3 separate regions of the Mus musculus genome follow, and all the other regions are linked to region 1. The links are chromatin contacts, called in public HiChIP or PLAC-seq maps. All regions are on one chromosome and are shown on one strand. Each heading gives the region's core, a stretch centred on a gene start, on an enhancer-like site or on the middle of the called end of the contact. The rest is flanking DNA. Distances are from core to core; before and after follow the strand shown.

What was found. HiChIP or PLAC-seq counts read pairs in DNA pulled down with a chosen protein or histone mark.
Region 2: a contact with region 1 is called in an H3K27ac HiChIP or PLAC-seq map of T-cell acute lymphoblastic leukemia, with 2.5 times the contacts expected there. The contact joins two enhancer-like sites. A contact is called at or near these places in 5 of 115 datasets of contacts at active chromatin or transcription factors (T-cell acute lymphoblastic leukemia, embryonic stem cells, extraembryonic endoderm stem cells and 2 more) and 1 of 9 other capture datasets (embryonic stem cells).
Region 3: a contact with region 1 is called in an H3K27ac HiChIP or PLAC-seq map of thymic regulatory T cells, with 13 times the contacts expected there. The contact joins two enhancer-like sites. A contact is called at or near these places in 1 of 484 Hi-C or Micro-C datasets (nephron progenitors) and 4 of 115 datasets of contacts at active chromatin or transcription factors (embryonic basal ganglia, embryonic stem cells, microglia and 1 more).

Annotation. Positions count from the first base shown.
Region 1 is chr13:43,905,107-43,907,806 of GRCm38.p6, reverse strand. No RefSeq gene overlaps it. Among named protein-coding and RNA genes, the nearest start is that of Gm23117, 34 kb to the right of the region's middle. Within about 2 kb of position 1,361, at least 25 of the 459 cell types and tissues checked have an H3K27ac peak or open chromatin away from gene starts, as enhancers often do. A contact at or near this core is called in T-cell acute lymphoblastic leukemia and thymic regulatory T cells, where this site is marked.
Region 2 is chr13:44,581,560-44,584,259 of GRCm38.p6, reverse strand. The region is part of intron 2 of Gm40931 (a long non-coding RNA gene); the gene reads left to right. Among named protein-coding and RNA genes, the nearest start is that of Gm34276, 14 kb to the right of the region's middle. Within about 2 kb of position 1,354, at least 43 of the 459 cell types and tissues checked have an H3K27ac peak or open chromatin away from gene starts, as enhancers often do. A contact at or near this core is called in T-cell acute lymphoblastic leukemia, where this site is marked.
Region 3 is chr13:44,769,806-44,772,505 of GRCm38.p6, reverse strand. All of the region lies in intron 1 of Jarid2 (jumonji, AT rich interactive domain 2), which reads right to left. Among named protein-coding and RNA genes, the nearest start is that of Jarid2, 40 kb to the right of the region's middle. Within about 2 kb of position 1,430, at least 39 of the 459 cell types and tissues checked have an H3K27ac peak or open chromatin away from gene starts, as enhancers often do. A contact at or near this core is called in thymic regulatory T cells, where this site is marked.

The DNA.
Region 1 (2,700 bases), core at 112-2,611:
TGAAAGGAAAATGTGAAGCGCTGGCCTCCCTCCCGGTTTAGCCTCTTGTATTCAGTTTTTACCAAACTCCTACATGGGGATAATTAGCCCAATTTCCAGGGATCCCGAGTCAGCTATAACTCTGAATTGTAGTCACAGGATGGAGCCAAGGCCAGCAGGTGGAAGTCGCTGAAGTTAGATTAATCTCACTGACACAAGGACACATCCAATTGTTAGGGCTCATAGCCAGCTGCCTGTTTCTGCAACCCAGCTCCTTGGAAATAGAAACACTCACGTAGAGCCCGTAGAGGATCATGTATGAGGTCGTAGAACTGAAGGGGAACTCCCTTCCACTCTTTGAAGAATTGCTAGTCTCAACTAAAAAGAAGGAAGCCGTGGAAAGATTCATGCATTTATTACAGGCAGGGAAGCGCTAACCGTGATTTGGAAACTGAAGAACTCCTCTTGGAGAGTAGATGGAAACTGAAGAACTCCTCTTGGAGAATAGATGGGCGGAGTGGGGAAACGCAGAAAGTTTGTAGAAAAATAGTAAATGGCTTTCAGGGAAACCCAGTAGTGTGCATTAGAGAGTATTCTGTGGCCTGTGACAGTCTATTTGGCCTGGATGCGAGACAGTGGTTTGGGAAAGATTCTCTATAGACCAAACTATGGCTTGTGATGAAAAGTCCACCCAGGTGTGTTCACCAATCTCAGCCATCTTCCTGGGATCTGAGCTGCGTTTTCTCTGGTTAATAGAGCTGTGTGTGCAGCCTGAGAGGGCACTCTGCTTCTCTGTGGGCAGATGGGATCTTGGGAGGATGTGGGGCCTTTGTAGAAAATCTCTTTCTGTTAGAGATGGGTGGAGACAACGGAAGGCCAGGCACCTTAAATTCTGTGTTAAACATCTGGCCTTTTAGGCATTTGGGGGTACCAGTCGCTGAGTTCCAATTTAGAAAAAGAATAAATTTGGTCTGCACGGAATTCAGTTAAGTCTGAGGCAGGGGGGCCCAAGAACCTGCATTTGTTGCTGGCACGGAGACAGACTCCGATAGCAACAGAAGAAAGAGTCAGTTTAGATTGTTAAGCTCTGCTCCGGGTCTAAGGTTTTATGGTGCCCCAGGAGCAAATTATTTAAGTAACCAGAATCCACCTCCCTGTAAAGAGTTGGGCATGGCCGACCCGTTAGAAGTGTTAACGAAGATTCAGAACCAGAGGACTGGGTTTAGCTCCACCCCCAGCATAATTCTGTCTTCATAGAAGACCTCATTCACTTTCTCAGGGGCTGCTCCCCCCCCCACTTCCTCCCCATCTCAGTTTGCTGGGCGTCTTCCATTGCTCATTGGGTTCAGATGGGGAAGCACAGATTGGGGTGGGGAGGACTAAAGCTGCGGCTGCCTTTTGTTCTCCTTGTCCTGGTTATACACGGTCTGACTTTGATGCCTTGAGACGAAACAGAACAACAACCTGTTTCCGGACATGTGATGAGGACAGTCACATCACCTTACCTGATGATCTGTATGTGACCCTACGCAGGGGTTGTAAAATCATCTGAGCCCATGTGTCTTGTGTCCCACAGGCAGCTATAGCGGGGGAATAAGGAGAGGCGAGCAGTCTCACAATACCTTGTAAAGCCTGTGGGCGCTCTGTGGTTGCAGATCACTTCCCGTGGACATCCTTGTGTCTGAGCAGCTTACCCTGTACAGCCACACATGAGGCACTGTTTGGAGAAGGAGCATGACACTGGGGACAGCAAACACTGTAGGAGAAAAATCCAGGCCATTTCCACTCTGTAACTAAAGCTTTCTTGGGCTAGAGGGATGTGGGGGAGGCAGAAGTGGGGAGGAAGGAAGGGAAAGGAGTCTTGAGTTTCACCAGGAAGCCCGAAAGGAAAAGAAATGGTACAAACCAGGGTGTGCGTGTGAGGGATGGGCTCTGGGGAGGGTCCCTGGGCCTGCCAGGGACTCCTCTGATTCTACCCTGCCTGTTGCAAAGAAACAGCCTCCAAGAAGCCCTTTCTCCATCTCTATCCTCTAGCCTTGCATCCTTTTGGAAACCTAGGAAACATATTTGTGGACCAAAGGAGTGAGGAGACAGGCAGTAGGCTAAGAAGAACCTCTCAGCAGAGGTCTGGGGATAATATGACAGTATCCAGAGGAACATAACCCTGCCCTAGGAACACATTTTAAAACTTCATACCTCCTGAGGTAAAAAATGAAACCTGGAAGAAAGAGGAGTATCTTGATTTAGCAAGGAATTGATTTTTATTTTTTTAACCCCTGGAGTGAATGTTACCAAAATAAACAAAGAGAACATTTCAAAACTATATATATATATTTTTTTGCACCCTTTGCATTTTAATTTGGCTTTGCAGCTATTATAAGAAGCTCAGGGGGAAAGTCGCAGGTAAAATTCTGGAGAGTCCTAGCGAGCTGTCTCATCTTTGAAACTGTAGCAATGAGGGGACAATAGAAATGGGTTCAGGGGATTCTCAGGGGCTCTGTTTGCATGCTGGAATTCTTGGTCCTGGGCTCTTGCATCTCCCACAGGTCTCTGACATACTAGAGGCCATAGAAAAGAAGCAAACTTAGTTAACACCAAAAAGATCTTGTCCTGCCTATCCTACAGAAAGCTGTAAAGTGGTTCCTGAAGCTGGAGAGATGGCTCAGAGGTGGCACAAGAAGCCCGAAGACCTGATTTCAGATGTGAGCAGCCATGTAAAAA
Region 2 (2,700 bases), core at 105-2,604, 680 kb before region 1:
AAGGAAGGAAAAGAGAAAGTTACTCGGGCCACCTGGCAGTGCTTAGGGTGTTTATCGCCCATCTCTTTACCATGGGCTTAGGCGAATCAGCCTTCATGAGGGTGATCTCTTGTCCAGGTGACAGGCAGGACCTGCTGGGATTTTTTAAAGTTTTTGTTGTTGTTGTTGTTTATGTGTATGGTGTCTGTGTGGCTACCTGTGGAGTCCAGCGCTGGCTCTCTTGGAGATGGGGTTACAGGAGGTTGTGAGCCATCTGGTGTGAGTTCTAGGAACCAAACTAGGATCCTCTGGAAGATTAGCAAGCTGGACCACCTCTCCAGTGCCCTGGATTAAGTCTTAAGAAAGAGGAGAAGATAGTACGTGATGCTCTTATCTTGGAGCAGAGCAGGATATCATGTCTACACACAGGGCCAGGGCATTTCTTTCTTTCTTTTTTTTTTTTTTTTTTTGACTGGAAGGCCCAGGGAACCGCAAAGGTGATGTACTTTTTCAGTCTTACTAGGGGGAGCAAGAGGCAGTGCTCAAAGCTGACTCGAAGACTTTGAGTCAGCATTTAAGGCTGTTATAACAATCCTCTTCCCTCGGGACTCGAGACTCCAAAGGATTTAGAGGCAGAGCTGAAATTAAGAAATATGTATGACCCATTTTTCCCCCTCATGAAAATCTGGAGATCTAATCCAAAATTGCTCACTGGAAGGCATGAGTGTCGGGGCTGGAGTTTGGATCATTCGCTCATGTATGACTCTCAGAACAGGTGCTCATTTAGAGAGGTAGCAGAAAAGCAGACCAGGGGACACCCCTAACCCCCTGCCTCACCCACACACATGCCAGGCTCCTGCAAGCTTGGGTCCATTGTCCAGACAGATCCAAGGACATGTTCAACTTCTGGTCAAGGACATGAATACAGGCTTCTGTCCCTAAGTTGTCTGGTCCATCTCTGTCTCCTTTCCTCATCACAATTAACAGACTGGTATTGCGAGGTTTTCAATCTTTAACAGACTTTAACGGCTGATGTTGTTAGAGGTACCACAACTCTTCTCCCAGGAAGCCAGGAGAGTCCTGCCAATCGTGTGTGTTGCTAATGAATTATGGTTGCATCATTTGAAGTCTTAACCTATGAGAGTTTTTTTTGTTTTTTGTTTTTTGTTTTTGTTGTTTTGTTTTTTCCTTTCTTTCTTGCCAGAACCTTCCTCAGCATAGTGCAGGGTCAAGTGTTACCTGCTAGCAAGTTCCTATCTTGGACTCCAGCCACTGAGCCTCTTGCTCTCCCTTCCAGGGCCCTGGGAGAGGAATGAGCTGCCAGGAGACCCTAATCATATGCATGCTGTCATCTGGAAATGATTACAGTGAGAGGACAGGGAGAACCCACGTTGATAGCATTGATTAGTTTCTTATTTCTAAGCAGAGAGAGCGCCCCTCTCTATTGCTTAAGATCCTGTTCCAATTTGTTCAGATTTTTCTCTTTGGTAGTGTAAAAAGCAAACTTATTTTGCCTTGGGAGCCCAGGACTACACTGGGCTTTGAAGACTGCAGCCATCTCTACAGGAGCTCTAGAGGCAGCTTCAACCAATGCTCAGCCTGAGATTAGCACATCAAAGGCCAGAGGTGGTCCCGAAGGGCTGGAGGAGCTTGGGGATCTAGGGATGTGGGGACCCAGGCTAGGATGGAATAATAATAATAAAAAAAAGGCTTACATTCCAATTCTTCAAATCTTTCAATTGCACGTTTGTGATCGTGAAAACCGCAGGCCGAACATACACAGGCACGCACGCACGCATGCACACGCACGCGGGCGTGCCCTGCTTTCCGAATACAAAAGAGGAATTAGAAATGAGCCAAAGAAAGAAAGCAAAAGTCCAATTTTCTCTGCCGTCTTTTCCCTAGAACCCAGAACGAGGCGCATGGAAACACTAGGTTTCCAGCTACTGCTTCAGAACCTTCCCTTGCACTAATTGCTAGGTTAAAACGAACCTCCAGAAAATAAATTCTGTCATTGCCCTGGGGTGCTGAGCCAAAATAACAACGGCAACCCTTAATAGCCAGGCTGAGCTGTGGAGGCCACAGTTATTTTTATCCTAACAAGAGGCACTGGTGATGTAGAGGAAATTGTCTCTTGGGGAGAGGATTCCTTTCGTGACTTGACCACAGCAGTAATAAGTTTCCGGGGCCCCTAAGCAGGTGTGTAGAGATGGGCGACCTTGAATGCAGATGAGGAGAGAGGATAAGAAAATTGACAGAAACCCAAACTCCCGAGATAACCTGTCGTGGAAATAAACAAGCTTGCAGAAGTGAAACACCAGGCAAGTGATAGGAGGAGGAGGCCTCTAATGAACTGGGTTTTGAAGGAAAACCCATTTGGATTCTTCTCGTGTCAGAAGTTTGTACTTAGGTAGGCTTATCTGTCTAGAAATGAAGTTACCCGACTTTGTGTCTAAAACAAATGTCTAAATTCTAAAGGGGTATAGGGATATACTCACTCTTCTCTAAAGCTTTAAGGGTTTAAGATTGATCAAAACGGTAATAGTAGAAAAGTTTGTTTAGGTTACTGATTAATTTTTGGTACAATTTTTAAAAAATAAAGATTTCTTTATTTTTATTATGTGTACGGGTGTGTTGTGTATTTGTGCGGGGGAGGGGGTGTCTGTGCTCATGCATGCTGGTGCACACAGAGAGGAAACTGCTGGTCCCCTCCGTCCCTCC
Region 3 (2,700 bases), core at 181-2,680, 860 kb before region 1:
AAACTGCCAAATAAGAAAAAGAGTGGGCTGGTGAGATGGCTCAGTGGGTAAGAGCACCCGACTGCTCTTCCGAAGGTCTGGAGTTCAAATCCCAGCAACCACATGGTGGCTCACAACCATCTGTAACAAGATCTGACACCACACCGTCTTCTGGAGAGTCTGAAGACAGCTACAGTGGACTTACATATAATAAATAAATTTAAAAAAAGAAAAGAAAAGAAAAAGAGTGAAGAATAAAACACATGAGAAGTGACCACACTATAAATCATTTACCTAAAGAAGCCATTGAAAGGCAAAACAGGACATGCACTACTCATGTGAAGCTATTAATCCAACATGTTAGAGCCTCTATTGGTTAGACAGTTTGCATAGCTTACTGATATGATAAAAGTGTTTGCTTTAAAAACCAAACAAGCCAAGCAGAGGTGGCACATACCTTTAATCTCAGCACTCAGGAGGCAGAGGCAGGCGAATATGAGTTCGAGGCCAGCCTGGTCTATAGAGTTCCAGAACAGCCAGGACTACAGAAAAAAACCAACAAACCAATCCTGAATTACATTTCCTGCAATTCAGTAAGGGCATGTGGTGCACAACATACAAACATGCAGACAAAGCTTTCACACATAAAATACGTATTTTATGATTATTTTAATTGTTTTCACTACTTCACAAAAGGAAGTCAAAAGCAAATCATCACACCCACAAGGCAAACCAATTTCCTGATATTTTGGAATAAAGGATATTCAAAGTTCATTCTTCCTATGGAACCACTGTGGAAAGAACTGAATGGTTCCACAAGAGATATTTTTAAGGACTTACTAACAGTAGAGTTAATTTCATAAAAGAAGTAACATATGCCCAGCAATATGCATTTAAAATTAAAGAGGTTTGCAATTACCCACTGCTGTAATTTTCCCTACACTGTCAATAAATAAATGTCACTTCCAGTTACAGGTGAGATCTGAATGGGAAAGTTTTAAAAATATATAGCATTATAAATGAGATGCAGTAAATGCCTATGGAACACAATGCTGGCTGATTCAAAGCAAAATGTGTACAGTTCATGACAGAATGAGAAAGTCCTGTAATATGTCACTTCTGAAATTACTGATCTTCTCACAAAAGAAGTTCAACTTCCAATCTGCTGACCTGAGTAAAACCCCATCTGTCACTCGGTAACTTTCCCTCTTTCCATGTCCCTAGCTGTTCCTTGGGAATTTTTTAAAGCCTGGGATTTCAGTACACCTACACACTGCTTCAAATGTTTAAATGCTTGAGTGTGAATCTTACCAAATTCTCTAAGTCTTCTTGCCAATATTTGCTTCCTGTCTGCCAAAACTAACTTGGTAAAAAGCAGCTATCTAGTGACACTAACAGAGTCTGACTCACCCATCTTTAAAAGTCAATGCAAAGTAAGGACTCCAAGTGTTGGGTCTAGAGAAGGCACTCACGGCCTGATGACCTCAGCTCCCACCGTGACTCGCATGACAAGTTCACTGCTGTCTGCTCCTCCAGTGTGAGATCAGCCCCCCCCCCACTCTAAAAGCACCAAATGACTGCAGTACATTTGCATACAAATATTTTTAAAAATGAAAAAAAAAAATGTGGGACTGAAGAACTGAATGGGTGGTTAAAAGTGCACATCACCCACGCAGTGGCTCAGAATTGTCCAGAACTTCAGTTACAAGAGATCTGACATCCTTTTCTAAACTCTGCAGGCACCAGACATGCATGTGGTACACATATTCAGGATAAACACACATACGCATAAGTTTAAAAATACTTTGGAGAGAGGAAGGAGTGGGAAGGGAGAAATGATATATAATCTCATAAAAAGTTTTTTTTAAATGAGGACAACATTAAAATCTAAAACTTAAAGAAAAAAACGAGCAAAACCAAAGTCCTTGGGGTTAATGAATCCCAACATCATGGAAAAAGGGTTAGCAACTCATTACTCTCTCCCTACTCTTTCACATATGTATACACATGCATATGTACACAGCCATACTTACATGTGTATACATATGCATAGATATCCACACCACAACAGTTCTAAAAACACGGAAGTATGCACATGGGCTTTGCAAAGAGGCTCTATCTATTGTCTAGTAATTAAGACATTTCAGTCTTCAAATATTCCAAAATGAGTGATTTGGTATCTGCTTGCTTACAACAGGTGGCCTGCAACTGGCTGTGTAGACAGACCAGGCTACCCTTCATTCCCAAAGACCTACCTACCTCTGAGGCTAGCTTCAGACTCTCAAAGATCCACCTTAACAATGAACACTAGGATTAAAGGGTGTGTGTCACTATGACTGGCAACAATTGTAATTTTAAACTTTCTCATTACTCTCTTGGCTGCAGAGAGTTGAAGACAACTCCAGAGCTCATGAATTACAAATGTAGTTTATGAATAAGCTCCCAAAAAAGCTGGAAATAAGAAAAGTTTCCCAAGACAAGATGCTTCTCTATAGATGAAGCTTAAACATCACTTGTCCAATCACAATGGAATGCCAGGAGCACAGCTCTAAAGCAGAAGGGAAGTATACACCAAACACACTGCACAAATTTCTTACTTGCCTTTAAAAGGAAGTTTCTTAAATGCTTACAAAAGGAAATATGTAGTAGTCAGAGTTAACAACACATCTGGATGAGGCAGTACATACCTATAACCCTGGCACTTGAGAAGTAAGGCAAGAG